2 separate regions of the Mus musculus genome follow, and region 2 is linked to region 1. Evidence: chromatin contacts called from public HiChIP or PLAC-seq data. All regions are on one chromosome and are shown on one strand. Each heading gives the region's core, a stretch centred on a gene start, on an enhancer-like site or on the middle of the called end of the contact. The rest is flanking DNA. Distances are from core to core; before and after follow the strand shown.

The links. HiChIP or PLAC-seq counts read pairs in DNA pulled down with a chosen protein or histone mark.
Region 2: a contact with region 1 is called in an H3K27ac HiChIP or PLAC-seq map of extraembryonic endoderm stem cells. The contact joins the enhancer-like site here to the promoter of Fcho2 in region 1. A contact is called at or near these places in 5 of 484 Hi-C or Micro-C datasets (CD4 T cells, CD8 T cells and embryonic stem cells), 6 of 115 datasets of contacts at active chromatin or transcription factors (the SCID.adh cell line, effector CD8 T cells, embryonic stem cells and 2 more) and 2 of 9 other capture datasets (adipose tissue and liver).

What each region holds. Positions count from the first base shown.
Region 1 is chr13:98,812,105-98,819,001 of GRCm38.p6, reverse strand. Fcho2 (FCH domain only 2) reads left to right here and starts at 3,553. Exons shown (of 26, transcript NM_172591.3): 1 at 3,553-3,926. The coding sequence starts at 3,894. It overlaps Gm34995 (a long non-coding RNA gene), which reads right to left and starts at 3,021. Exons shown (of 3, transcript XR_382806.4): 1 at 2,933-3,021. It also overlaps the pseudogene Gm18134.
Region 2 is chr13:98,892,544-98,899,440 of GRCm38.p6, reverse strand. The region is part of intron 1 of Tnpo1 (transportin 1); the gene reads left to right. Among named protein-coding and RNA genes, the nearest start is that of Gm52051, 28 kb to the left of the region's middle. Within about 2 kb of position 2,835, at least 98 of the 459 cell types and tissues checked have an H3K27ac peak or open chromatin away from gene starts, as enhancers often do. A contact at or near this core is called in CD8 T cells, the SCID.adh cell line, effector CD8 T cells and 3 more, where this site is marked.

The sequences.
Region 1 (6,897 bases), core at 2,304-4,803:
CAAATCTGATGAGGACATCTCAAAATGGGAGCCTCAAGCATTGAGCCCTATCCCCAAAAGAGATGAAGCCCACCTTGAATCCTTTGTTCCATTCCATCTTAGTTTCACTAAAGCTGGCACTCTGCAACAAGGTGCTCAGACCCAACAGGATTGCTTTGAAAGCATTTAAACTAAGGTCAAAAGTTCAGCCACACAGAACTTCATATTTTTAAAAAATTGTATGTATGTATGTATGTATGTATGTATGTATGTATGTATTTATTTATTTATTTGAGACAGGGTTTCTCTGTGTAGCCCTGGCTGTTCTGGAACTCTGTCTGTAGACCAGGCTGAGCTCAAACTCAGAAATCCACCTGCCTCTGCCTCTCAAGTGGTGAGATTAAAGGCGCTTGCCATCACTGCCTGGCAGAACTTCATATTTTCATGAACTATGGGATTAGCATCGATTAAAGAATGTGTAAAAGGAATGGAGTGACTGCGTAGCCAAGGACTCAGCCACCTTGACATGTTTATGACAGGCTTAATGACCCATCCAGTCACCAAACATTAACTAAGTACCTGTCAGGGGGCTGGCATTCGGTGACAGGAAGCTGTAGTTTGTTGTTAGACATGTCAGGCTTAGTGTGTGGAGCAATCATACTGTGAGTGGCTCCCCGCTCAAGGCCTTCCCTCTTCTGTATCCCAGGAAACATCTCCCCTAAGGACAGACAGTGACTGATGCCACCCACATTCTTCTTCTATTATACCATCTTGTCTGAAATCCAGTCACCTTAATCACTGTTTATAAAGCTCTGCAACTTAAAAGCCAGGTAATTACAAGACAATGGACCCCCTGAGCGTCTGAAACACACAAAGGAGTATTTATCTTTATGGCAGACAGCCTTGCTATCTATGTGACCGACAACAGAACTGTGGCCAGGGTAGCAGCTACACTCTGCCAAAGGGCCAGTGTTGTCACCACAAATTAGAACCTTAAGAGAAGGCAAATCTGGGTTTGACACTACTGGGAGAAAACATGTTTTGTTATTCAAGAACCAAATGCATTGAAACTGAGTGGAAGGACTTGACAAGTTAACCTCCCTCTGTAATAAGCACTTCAGTGCCTCAAATTTGCCTCAACTCCAAAGCTGCCTGCTTCTGATGGGGCAGCCATTCCACACCTCCTCTAACAGATTTTTACTGCCATTCACAGTTTACCTTTTACCACGAGGATACAGAGGAAAAGATATTAACGGGTTTTGTTGGGACCTGAATAGCATTGGTCATGGGAGAGGAGATTTATGGTTAGGGGGTCAGGGCTTAATATTAGATCATGATTAACAGAGTCACCTGTGTAGCTTTCCCTTTTTAAAATATATATTTATTTATTTCATGTATATGATTATATTGTAGCTATCTTCAGACACACCAGAAGAGGGCATCAGATCTCATTACAGATGGTTGTGAGCCACCATGTAATTGCTGGGAATTGAATTCATGACCTCTAGAAGAACAGTCAGTGCTCTTAACCACTGAGCCATCTCTCCAGCCCGTAGCTTTTCTTTTTAGAGGAAGTGTGTGTGAGTGTGTGTGTGTGTGTGTGTGTGTGTGTGTGTGTGTAAGAGAGAGAGAGACAGACAGACAGAGAGATAGACACACACAGAGATATGGTCATTTAACGCCTAGAATTTCAGGATCCTTTCTTTCTTTTTTTTTGTTTGTTTTGTTTTGTTTTGTTTTGTTTTCAGGTTTATTACAACAGCTCCAATTGGTGTTTGAAATTCATCGCAACTGTAGGCTGAGTGACCTGAAGGTTAGAGAGACTGCCAAGTCCAGAAGCTTCGGCATCTCCTTGGTGTCAGGATCCACCTCAGTGATCTCTTGATCTAGGGCTGAGACCTCAGGAACATAATTCTCCTCTCTCTCTCTCTCTCTCCCTCTCCCTCTCCCTCTCCCTCTCCCTCTCCCTCTCCCTCTCCCTCTCCCTCTCCCTCTCCCTCTCCCTCTCCCTCTCTCTCTCTCTCTCTCTCTCTCTCTCTCTCTCTCGCTCTGCAGCTTGATAGAGATGCCTCTCATAGGACCTCTCTGAATCTACTTCATCAGATGGGTCACATAGCCAGCTATCTTGTTCCGAAGTTTCTAGCTGGGGATAATGGAGGTCTCCTCCCACAGGCGCTTGTTACTGTGGAAGCCATTACCCAGGTGTGTGTAGTACTTCTCGATGATGACCTGGGCCGCCTTCTTCACAGTCTTGGTGTGAACTCGGCCCATGTTGGCGGGTCTCAGTAAAAAAAGGAAACTCGGGGATCCTCTCTCGCACTAAGCCTGGTGATATTAGGAATCCAGTACCAGCCGCTTTTGCAGGGTGAGCTTTCTTACTCCTTTTGTTAGAATTTTCTTCTATCTTAAGCACCAAGGATAGCATAACTGGGCTGATGGTTTACAAAACAAAAGCAAATATTTATTTTAAATGGAAGAGTTAACATATACAAGAAAAACAAAAACAAACAAACAAAGGAGAGATTGCTCAGTGGTTATGAGTATTAATGCTCTTGGAGAGGACCCTGATTCAATTCCAAAGTCCACATGGTGATTCACAACTTTCTGTATCTTCAGTTTCAGAGGATCCCACACGCTCTTCTGGTCTTATTGGGCACTAGGCACACACATGGAATTCATACCTAACATGCAGGCAAATCACTCATACACATAGACCTTTTAAAATAGTATATGGAAATAGCATCTTTCCATCATTCAACTACTTGTATGGCCAATCTTGTTCCTCCTATACCCTAGTCTTCTGCCCTGCTTCCACCAAATACTCCTGAGCAGATGCTAGATGTCTTAGCTTTACGTGAATATTTCTGAAAGATATTCTTATAAAGGCACAACCTTTGTCTGGTTATCTTTTGCTATCGACTATATAAAAGATACATGAAAAGTGTTTACATACATCGTTTGGGGAGGCAAATAATTTCCTTTGAAGAAAGTGCTACATTGTCCATGTTTGAAAACGATCTTAGGACGTGCGGTGTTCATACTGTAGTTAAAACTACACTAAATCATCTCTGGAGCTTGACTTCCAACTTGCAGATCTTTGACTTAGCTTAATGAACTTGGGACCTCTAAAGTTTTTTAAACTTTTGGAAAGAAAGGCATGGCGAGGGATTTCTTTTCCCCATCAGGCCGAAGCATGTTAAAACTTGTGTCCTTTCCTCCTGGGTGTACAAACTGGTAAGATTACCACCATGGGCTTTGTGAACAGGCCTGGAAGAGTCGCGTTTCGGGTCACGCCTGCTCTCGGCAGGCGGTCCAGGCCGGCTGGCTCCCTTGTGACCGACTGCACTGCCTGAGTCTTGCAGGCGACACTGGGCGTTCCCTCCCTTTCCGGCCTTGGACAGTTTTGTTTTGGATCTTACTTCCCAGTCAAGGAGAGGCTCCCTGTTGACCAAAGGTTTCCCAGTCTCCTTGGGGTGGCCGGCTGCCAAGTTTCCTTAGTCCCAGTCTGCCAGGACCTGGGACTGCTGGAGATCCTAGAAGGCCAGGACGCTGGACGCGAGGGGGCGTGGCCCTATTAGCTCCGCCCCCCGGGCCTGCGGGTAGCTCGACTCCCGCCAGCCCCGGAGGCTCGCGCAGACTAAGCTCTGTACCATTCCTTGCGAACGCTCGGACCCGGACAGGCTGCGCGCACGCGCACTCGGGAGCGACAGTCAGGCTCTCGCCCCGTGGTGGCGGCGGCCGCGCCTGCCGCTAGGTGGCGCATGCGCCCTAGAGGGCGCGGGCGGTCTCTGGGAAGAAGGCGGCGGCGGCGAGAGGCGGGGGCGCCGTAGGGGCCGGTCCGTGTTTACACAGCGGCGGGCGGGTGCGGACGCGGAACCCGGCGCGGCGGCGGCGGCGGCGGCGGCGGCGGCAAGATGGTCATGGCGCATTTCGTGGAGAATTTCTGGGTGAGCGGAGGGTGTTGGGGACGCCGCGGGCTTCGGTTTCTCCCCGCGGCCTGCGTGCGCGGCGGGCGGCGGCTCCTCGGGCGGCCGAGCGAGAGTCCACGGCCCCGGGGTTGCCCGGCCGAGCTCCCGCGGGCCACGGCTCTCCGGCCACCCGCCTCCTCCGGGTTGGCCACTGCGCGCGGCGCCCGGGCTGGCAGCGCGGCCCGGGAGTCTCGGCGGGGACTCCAGAGGGCCGGCGGCGCCGGGCGGGGACAAAGCGCCGACGGGGCGTGCGTGCGCGGCGTCCGGCGCGGGGAGCCGGGCACCCGGCTGGTCGGCTTCCCGCGGCGCAGGCCCGGGACCCCACGCAGAGTCCGTGCAGGGCCGAGCGGGCTCGGCACTTCCTCTTGGCCGCGCGGCTGGGCTGGTGGGGGCTGCGCCCAGGACTTTGCCTTCAGGCCTGCTCACAAAGCCCGTGGAAGTTGGGTTTCGTGGACCTTCCTCGGGCTCCCCACACCCCTCTAGTCTCCTCGCCGTGTGATTTCGTGCAGTTGCTGTTAGCCGATCGTGGCAAGTACGCTTCTGCCATGAACAGGAAAGTTACGTGTTTACTCAGGTATCTTGGCCGAACTTGGGTTTTCGTGGCCCGACAGTTGCAAATACGGCACCACTTTCATTTAGGTAAGGTGTTGAAAGGAGTCAGCTTTCAGTCATGCCAGCTACTGCTAGCTGAGATTCTTAATTCAGTCTCAAGCACGGGCTTGAATACAATCAGTTCATGGTTATTTGTTTTGAATGTTAATTCGCTTTTCGCAATCATCTGTACTCGGTGGTGTTTTTAAAGAGCGGTTTTATGCATGCACTTAAAGTGTATACTGTGAAGAGTTCCTCATTGTTTTTTTGCAAACATCACCACAGTCAATTTTAGAACAATTTCATAACCTCAGAAAAAATCCCTTACCGGTTAGGAGTCATTCCCAGTTTGCCCCTTGTCTCGGTCCCTAGGCAACCGATCTGCTTCTACAGTTCCGTCCTTTCTGGACCCGGCTCTCTGATGACTATTTCACTTACCATAGTATTTTCAAAGGTAATCCACGAGATAATACATATTACTATTTCATTCCTTTTTATGATCAAATAATATTCCATTCCCTTTTTTACTTATCTATTCATTGGTGATGGATATTTGGTACCCATCGCAACGTCTCTTTTATTATGAGTAATATTGCAATGAACACTTTATACAAGTGTGTCAGAGCATGTGTTTTTCTTTGTAGAATGGAATTTACTGGATCACGTGTTTAACTCTATATTTGCACATGGTTAGCCAAAGGGCCAAGAAGCAGATGGAGTACTCTTTCAGTCAACTGCTAGACTGTTCCTCAGAGTGGCTACAGCATTGCACCGTGCTCTGCAGTGTCTCAGAGTAGATGTACACTCACTAACACTTGCTATCTTTTGTTACTATGAGGTGGACATGAAGTAGCAGCTTGTGCTCTTGATTTGCATTTTTCTGTGGCTAATGGTGTCAAACATTTTTTTCCCCATTTTAAGTATTTTTCTTTGGAAAACTGTAGACCCATTGTCAGTTTTAAAATTTGATTATTTTTATTGCCTTTTTGTTATTGAATCCTTTTCATAGTCTGAATAATCCTCCCAAACCTTGTGCCCTCACACTTATTTAAAGGCAGTTTCCTGGCCTTCTGATCCTCCTGTCTCTGCCTACAGACTGCTGGGAATACCGGTGTGTGTCATTTCTATTAGCCCTAACTTTTTTTTTTTTTTTTTTTTTTTTGAGATAGGGTCTATTTACATAGCCCTGGCTGTCCTGGAGCACACTGTGTAGACCAGGTTGTTTTTAACTCAGATTGCCTGCTTCTGCTTCCCAGGCACACCATGCCAGACCTTTAGATACATATACCGGTATACCTTCCCTCCCTCCTTCCCTCCCTGCAACATACAAACTTTATTTACTAAAAGTAACAGGTAAAATAAAACATGCACTTGTATTAAGAAAAGAAAACTACAAGAAAATTTGTTTTCAGTAACTTAAAAGAACCTACTTGCAGTTGTATTTAACTGAGCACTTGTTGATAAGAGTGAAAGATTTGTGTGTTTTTCAAGTATTCACTGAATACTACCTTATATACACATAAACATTAAATTTGAAAAAGATTAGATGACATTAGATGTGTGTGTGTGTTGGAAAAGGTGTCTAAAGAGAATGTGCAGTTTTGACTCCTGAGTGGTGTACTGAACCCGTCCTAGACTCTGTTGAACACCAAGGCTCCTCCACTCCTGTTCAGACATCAGATGAGGTTTTGTACCTGTTTAGAGAATTCTCTGTGTAACACGACTGCCAGAACCCATAGTGCTTGCCTATTAGGCAGGCATGGAGGGAGCAGGAAACCAGAGGAGCTCCATGACCACCTGATGGACATTGAAGCGACTTTAGTAGATGCACAGATACACGGTGTGGAGATAATGTCTCCCTCCAGAAGACTGCCTTTTTATTGACAACGTCTTTTGAAGTCCAGTTTGTAATTGGATAGCATCTTGAAGTCCAACTCCCCACTCTTCTGTCACCACTGCTTTTGTTGTCCTGAGGCTTGTGCTAGCTAACCTGATGTACTTCTGTTTTCTTAGAAGACTTCACAGTTTTAGTTCATCTGCTTCCTTCTGTCATCTATCTGAACATAATCCTGTGTGTCAAAGAAAGGGACTGCTTCCTTCTTTGCAAGTGCATGGCCCGTTTCTTTTCTTTTCTTTTCTTTTCTTTTCTTTTCTTTTCTTTTCTTTTCTTTTCTTTTCTTTTCTTTTCTTTCTCTCTCTCTCTCTCTCTCTCTCTCTTTCTTTCTTTGATTTATTTATTTATTTATTTATTTATTTATTTATTTATTTATTTATTATATGTAAGTACAATGCCCAGGAGAGGGCATCAGATCTCATTACGGATGGTTGTGAGCCACCATGTGGTTGCTGGGATTTGAAC
Region 2 (6,897 bases), core at 1,586-4,085, 81 kb before region 1:
TTCTTTTAGGTGCCTTCCCCTTTTGGAAAGTAGAGGTAATAATAGTATATGTGCATAGAATTAAATGAGATCTTGCATTTAAACAGCAGTATAAAACCTGTTATTACTTAGCTCTGTACAGATTTGGGGATTATTCATTGATGTTGAATAGCTCCTCTGCCACATGTACGCTGAACATATAAGCTGGATACCACTCCCAACTTGTGCCTGTTGGTGGTGGATTGATACCTGCCTCATTGCACTGTTGTAAATGTTAATGAACCGAAGTGTAAAAGGTACCTGGTTATAGATTGGGTTGAATTCTGGAGTCAAGCCTTTCTCCTGTATCACTCAGTCACTAAGAAACCACACCTTTTTATATTACTGTGGATACTTTTGCATTTTAACAGCATATTTGTCAAAGGTCTTTGTACATGCTAAGAACACATTTTTTTAAAATTTCCTTGGTTCTCATTTTTCTGTTTTCTCTCAACCCTGTCTATCTTCTATCCCTTATTGGCTGCAATAAGTTTGTAATGCTGGAAAACTAAAAACTTAGCTTTTTAACCTATTTCTTCCAAGTGGCTAATTGAAGCACTTACTCTAAGCAGTCAATCAATCCAGAGCCTTTTCAAGCTCACATGCCTGGTACCATGTTAGATATACTTGTCTCACTTCCCAGTGGTACAGTACTTTCCTAGGATGCACGGAGCCCTGGGTTCAGTCCCTGCTCCCCGCCACGCCCCACCAACAGCACTGCTGTTTTGTTGCCTTCTGTTCTACTGGAACTTGCTTCCTGAACTAGGAACTATAGGTTCAACTCTATAGTTTTGCCTCACACAATGCTCCCCCCCTCACTGCCCCCTCCCCTCCTTTCCTCGCCTTCCCTCGCCCCCCTCCCCTATGAACGCTCTTTTCTTGACCCATGGAAATCTGTTTTCCCCTTTCTTTGCTCATCATAGCTTTTTTTCTTCTTCTAATAAAGAAATATTTACGGGCTGGTGAGATGGCTCAGTGGGTTAGAGCATCCGACTGCTCTTCCGAAGGTCCAGAGTTCAAATCCCAGCAACCACATGGTGGCTCACAACCATCCGTAACAAGATCTGACTCCCTCTTCTGGAGTGTCTGAAGACAGCTACAGTGTACTTACATATAATAAATAAATAAATCTTTAAAAAAAAAAAAAAAAAAAGAAATATTTACTATGAAAGTCTGTCTCAAATTTTTTATTCTTTAAATTATTCAGCACAATTCTTAAGCTTTGCTTGTTAAGGTAAGGTAAGATATGTATACAAAAAGAGGACTTAGTGATTTAGATATAGTGTTGCCAAAATATCTCATTTTTAACTATCAGGCTATATAGTGACTTTTCAGATGTTAGGATTTTTACAATAATAAAGACTGGCTTTACTTTTTTACCTCAGAAGAATCCAGTATTTTTTGTATGTGTGTTTTTATTAGTTTCCCAGGTTACAGCTTGATATTTCTGTTGGAAAGGCAACATATCAGGGTCCTGGACCCTGGTTTGATACCAGAGAAGACTTTATTTTGTTGTTGTTTGTTTGGTGTTTTGAGACAAAGTCCTGAATTTGTGATCTCCCTGCCCCTCAGTACTGTGTTCCAGCACCACCACTCTGGTAAGAATGCACGCTAAAGCCAGCCTAGCTTGGCTTGAGTCCTAGTCTCAGCTTGGACTTGCTGAGGAGACGCCGAGTAACTTCCCTAGGATTCAATTTGCTTCTCCGTTGCATGTGGTTACTGTCAATACCAAGTCAGAGTTGTGAGATTAAATTAGTGATCATATGTCGTGCTCTAGAAGACTGCTTGCCTCAGAAGATATTAGCAGCCTCTACTATTGACATAGCAATGCATTGGGTTTGTTGTTGTTTTAGATAGGGTCTTGCCATGCAGCCTTGTCTGGCTTTGAACTCACTGTGTAGACCAGACTCTGCCTCTGCCTCTGCCTCTGCCTCTCTGCCTCTGCTTCTTTAGTGCTGGGAATGAAGACCAGCAGCACCATGCCCATCATATGTAGTACAGTATTTAAACCTTTTACAATGTAAGGACCAGAACTTTGAGCTGTGTGTGTCTGAGAAGCACAGCACCTGTCTCCGGAGGCTGGAGCTCTACTTTAGATGAAGCTGGAACAGTTAAGTTTCCAGTGGCTCCTGCGTCACTGTGGCTTGACAGTGTTGAAGTCTGGAGCAGAACGTGGACATGTCTTGTACTCAGTTCTCCTCCGGAGGGGGAGATTATGCCTTCTAATTTTAAGGGATGGTGCCTTTGGTGCCTTCCCAACCTGTCCAGTTACTAGCCTCTGCGTCTTCAAGGCACTCCCAGCCCATCTCAGGCTTCCTCACATTTGCTTTCGATCTGTTCATCTAAGCTGAAAAGTCAGTTCTTCAAGGGAGCTCTCTCCTGGCCTCCTAACTGATCAGTGCTCTGCTGTCTTAGTTGTTATCGCACCTTCCTCGGCTGAGGCAATGTGCTGAGGAGGAGTGATTCCTGACTGAGAGGAACTCTTTCATTTCTAGGGTAAGACAAACTGGGGTTAACCAACCACTAGGAAGCCGGAAGCGGTCCTAAGCCTTGCCTGTATGACGTGTGAATGCTCCACTACAGTGTCTCATTGGTCAAACAAAAAGTGTGCTTACAGTTTTCAGAGCTAAGAGCCTAACTTTGTTTATATATATACATAGAACTTTTGGCAAGGTTATTTTGCACACTCACAGTTTTCTGGTTATACACTGCAGTGTTGCTGCAGGATGGGCACACCTTATCTCCTCTGGACACTACCACACGTATTTACCTTTGGGGAGGTCCTGACACTGATGGCAACATCTATCAATTCACAGTGATGCAACATGCCTGTGGCTAATAGTTGTTTGCCTTTGAGTGAAATGGGGGAAGAGCATTGAAGCAGATGAGGGAAGCATGTTTTGTCTCTCCTAGCTGAGTATGTTTGTCTTTTCTCACCACTCCTCAGTAGACACTGCATCTGGCTCTCACTAAGTAAGAACTGTGGTTCACTTGCATTTGGCCTCGCCAGTGCTTATTACCAAGCTCGAGATGTGGGTACTGAGGTTCCAGTCTTGGTCCTCTAGAAGACCAGCTCCGTGCTCTTATAGCAGTCCTAAAACTCAGTGTAGACTAGGCTGGCTTTGAGATCTGCCTGCAACTAACTGTCTTCTCAGTGCTGGGATTATTAAAGGTGTGTGTTGGGGTTTTGCCTTGATGTATATCCATCTGTGCAGCACCACAAACAACAGGTGCCCGTGGAGCAGGAGACATTGCCAGATTTCCCTGGAACTGGAGTAGCAGGCAGTCGAGGGCTGTGGGTGCTGGGAATGGAACCTGAATCCTTTGGAAGAGCAGCTGGTGCCCTTAACCACTAAACCATCTTTCCAGCCCCTGGGTTAACTCTTTTTTTTTTTTTTTTTTTTTTGGTTTTTTTTTTTGGTTTTTTGAGACAGGGTTTCTCTGTATAGCCCTGGCAGTCCTGGAACTTACTCTGTAGACCAGGCTGGCCTCGAACTCAGTAATCCGCCTGTGTCTGCCTCCTGAGTGCTGGGATTAAAGACGTTAACCGGCTGGGTTAACTCTTATAACTCTTTTTTCAGATCATTCGTACTCCTTGCTCGGTATCTATAATCTAATTTAGAGTTGATATATTGCCATATAGTAGTTGGGAGTTGAAGGGTCAGAGGGATTGATTTTCTTATGTACGTTTTCACATCTTATCCCCCAGATTAATTAATCAATTTTGAGACAGTCTCATAATGCAGCCTTGGCTGGCCTGGAATTCACTCTGCAAATCAGACTGGCCTTCTGTCTAACTCATAGATCTGCTTGCTTCTAGGGTGTGTGTGTGTGTGTGTGTGTATGTGTGTGTGTGTGTGTGTGTGTGTGTGTGTGTGTGTGGTGTCGGGGAGGCATGACATAGTGCACCTATGGAGGTCAGAGATAAGTCTGAGGAACCGGCAGGGACAGTGCAAGTTGCTGCAAGTACCTTTACACCATGGATTAGTCTTGCTTGGTCCTGCCCCCGTCCCCGTCCCCGTCCCCGTCCCCGTGGGGAAGAAGATGGGTAGTTTTACTGTTTTCAAAATCATTGGAAATTTGTATGTGAGTTTAAGAATTTAGGGCTGACTTTGGTTTTTGTCTTCTGGGGGAAGTATCAGAACAACTTAAGTCTTTTGCTTTTTATTAGCTTTTTATTCCAGTGCCATATCTATGTACTAGTTTTACTTATTTTAATTTTACTTACATGGGTGTTTTGCCTGCACCTATGTCTGCCGATCATGTTGCTGGAGCCCAGAGAAGCCAGAAAAGGGTGTGTAGGATTTGGATTTACAGATGGTTGTGAGCAGCTATGTGGGTACTGGGAATTGGTCCTGTGTAACCATAGCAACTGTTCTTACACACCGAGCCACCTCTCCAGCCCCTCTAGTTAGCTCTCCAAGAACTGTCTTCTGGGTTTTAACTTACCATTGAGTGTTACTTGTTTGTTGTTGGTTTTTTTGAGATATTTAGCTCTATGTGTTCAACTATAAAAAGTATGTCAGCTAGTAATTGTTTAAATATTAGAAGAAAATATTTATTTCTTTTGATATTCAATTTAATTAACATTAATGTTCTTTAAAGAAATGGTGTGGCGTGGTGGTGCACGCCTTTAATCCCAGCACTCGGGAGGCAGAGACAGGAGGATTTCTGAGTTCGAGGCCAGCCTGGTCTACAAAGTGAGTTCCAGGCCAGCCAGGACTATACAGAGAAACCCTGTCTCGAAAAAAACAAACAGACAAACAAACAAACAAAAAGAAATGGTTTCTACCTGGTATAAAGCTGACATGCTTTGGTTATTGTTATATCTAATGACTTTGATATTTTTGTTTGTTTTTTGTTTTGTTTTGTTTTTTTGAGACAGGGTTTCTCTTTGTAGCCCTGGCTGTCCTAGAACTCACTTTGTAGACCAGGCTGGCCTCGAACTCATAAATCTGCCTGCCTCTGCTCCCAGTGCTAGGATTAAAGGCGTGCGCCACCACCGCCCAACTCTAGTGACTTTGAAATGGTCCTGTCTACTCTGAGATTTGAATTGTTATTAACCCATGGTCAGTGTTGGAGACAATTGTGGTGATGGTTGCACAGTCATAAGAAAAAGCTCTCGATGCTGCTAAACTGTGCACTAAGAATGGCCAAGTGTAGCCGTTACCTGTTTATAGTTGAGTAGTGTGCTTTCCAGTTTGATGGCAGGTTCTAGCGCTATAGCCAAGGCTATTTGAAGTTGATCCTCTTGACTAATAATCATCTGCATGCTGGGAATGCAGGCATGTGTCATCATGCCTCGTCACCATGCCTTGCTTTGCCACAGTTCTTAAAGGTGATACAGAAGTTCAAAGTAACAATTCTCAGTCAAATATTTTTGAGAGGCTTTTTTTACAGATAACTTTAATCAGGTTCAGGTATTGGGAAGCACTTATTATCATTGTTTGATCAAATTAGATTTAGAGAGAGGGTTTTCCTGTGTAACCCTGGCTATCCAGGAACTAGCTCTGTAGATAAGTCTGGCCTAGAACTCAGAAGATCTGCCTGCTTTTGTCTCTAACCCTGAATGTTGGGATTAAAGATTTGTTCCACCAGCCATATATATATATATATATATATATATATATATATATGTATGTATGTATGTATGTATGTATGTATGTATGTATGTATGTATGTGTGTTGTTTTTTGAGACAAGGTTTCTCTGTATAGTATAGCCCTGGCTGTCCTGGAACTCACTCTGTAGACCAGGCTGGCCTTGAACTCAGAAATCCACCTGCCTCTGCCTCCCGAGTGCTGGGATTAAAGGCGTGCCCCACCACTGTCCAGCGGTTTTTTTGTTTTTGTTTTTTTCCAGTAAGGGTTTTTCTGTCTAGCCCTGGCTATCCTGGAAGTCACTGTGTAGACCAGGCTGGTGTCAAACTCAGCTCCCAGCTCAGATAAGATACTATTAGTACTGAAGTGTTGAAAGCTAGATGAGGGAGGGCATAGTGGAGCACAGTCCTCATGCCATCAGGCAGGCAGGCAGGCAGGCAGGCAGCATTGGAGCTTGAGGACAGTCTGATCCACGGCGAGACCTGGCCTCAAAAGAAAGAAACTAACAAGCGAATACTGTTGATTTGCATGCAGGTCTAGAGAAGGAAGTCTGGAAATAGTCTGATATTATGTCTTTTGTCCACCACCTTTAGAATGAATGAGATGACTGTGCTTTTCTGACTGGGCAACTGATCGTTATCCCTGACTTTAGTTTCTCAAAGGGCCCTGAGGGCATAAGTGGGCTACTTCAGCAGGTGTCGCTTGAAAGCATTGGCCTGGAATGATGGTCATGCTATATTTATTATCTATGAAAGGTTGTAGAGTTAATATTAGTGTACCATAAGTGTATGTATGTATGTATTAGTTAGTTTTTCATATTGCTGTGATACATTTTCTGAAAGAAGCAGCATAAAGGAGAGCAAGGTTGATTTTGGTTTACAGTTTAATGGAGAAATACAATGTATTATAGCAGAAAGACTGCCCATCATGTCAGACAAGCATGGCGTCTGTGACTCCGTAGTCCTAGAAATGTGTGGCTGGAACTTGTCTGTTCTTCACATCTCAAAGGAACAGGAAGCAGAAACAAGGCAGAAGTCCGCAGGGGTATAAAAATCTCAAGCCCCATCCCTAGTGGTCTGTATCTATCCTCCAGGGAGGTGCTGCCTCCTAAAGGTTCCACCACCCCTCTTGATAGTATCAGGCACATGAACCTGTGGAGGACATTTTATATTCTAGCCAGAACACTGTATGTAATTTCCATTAGACGACACTGTAAAAATATATCTAATTTAATGTCATCTCAGAGACATAATCTTCATGGTAGAATTGAATCAACTTTA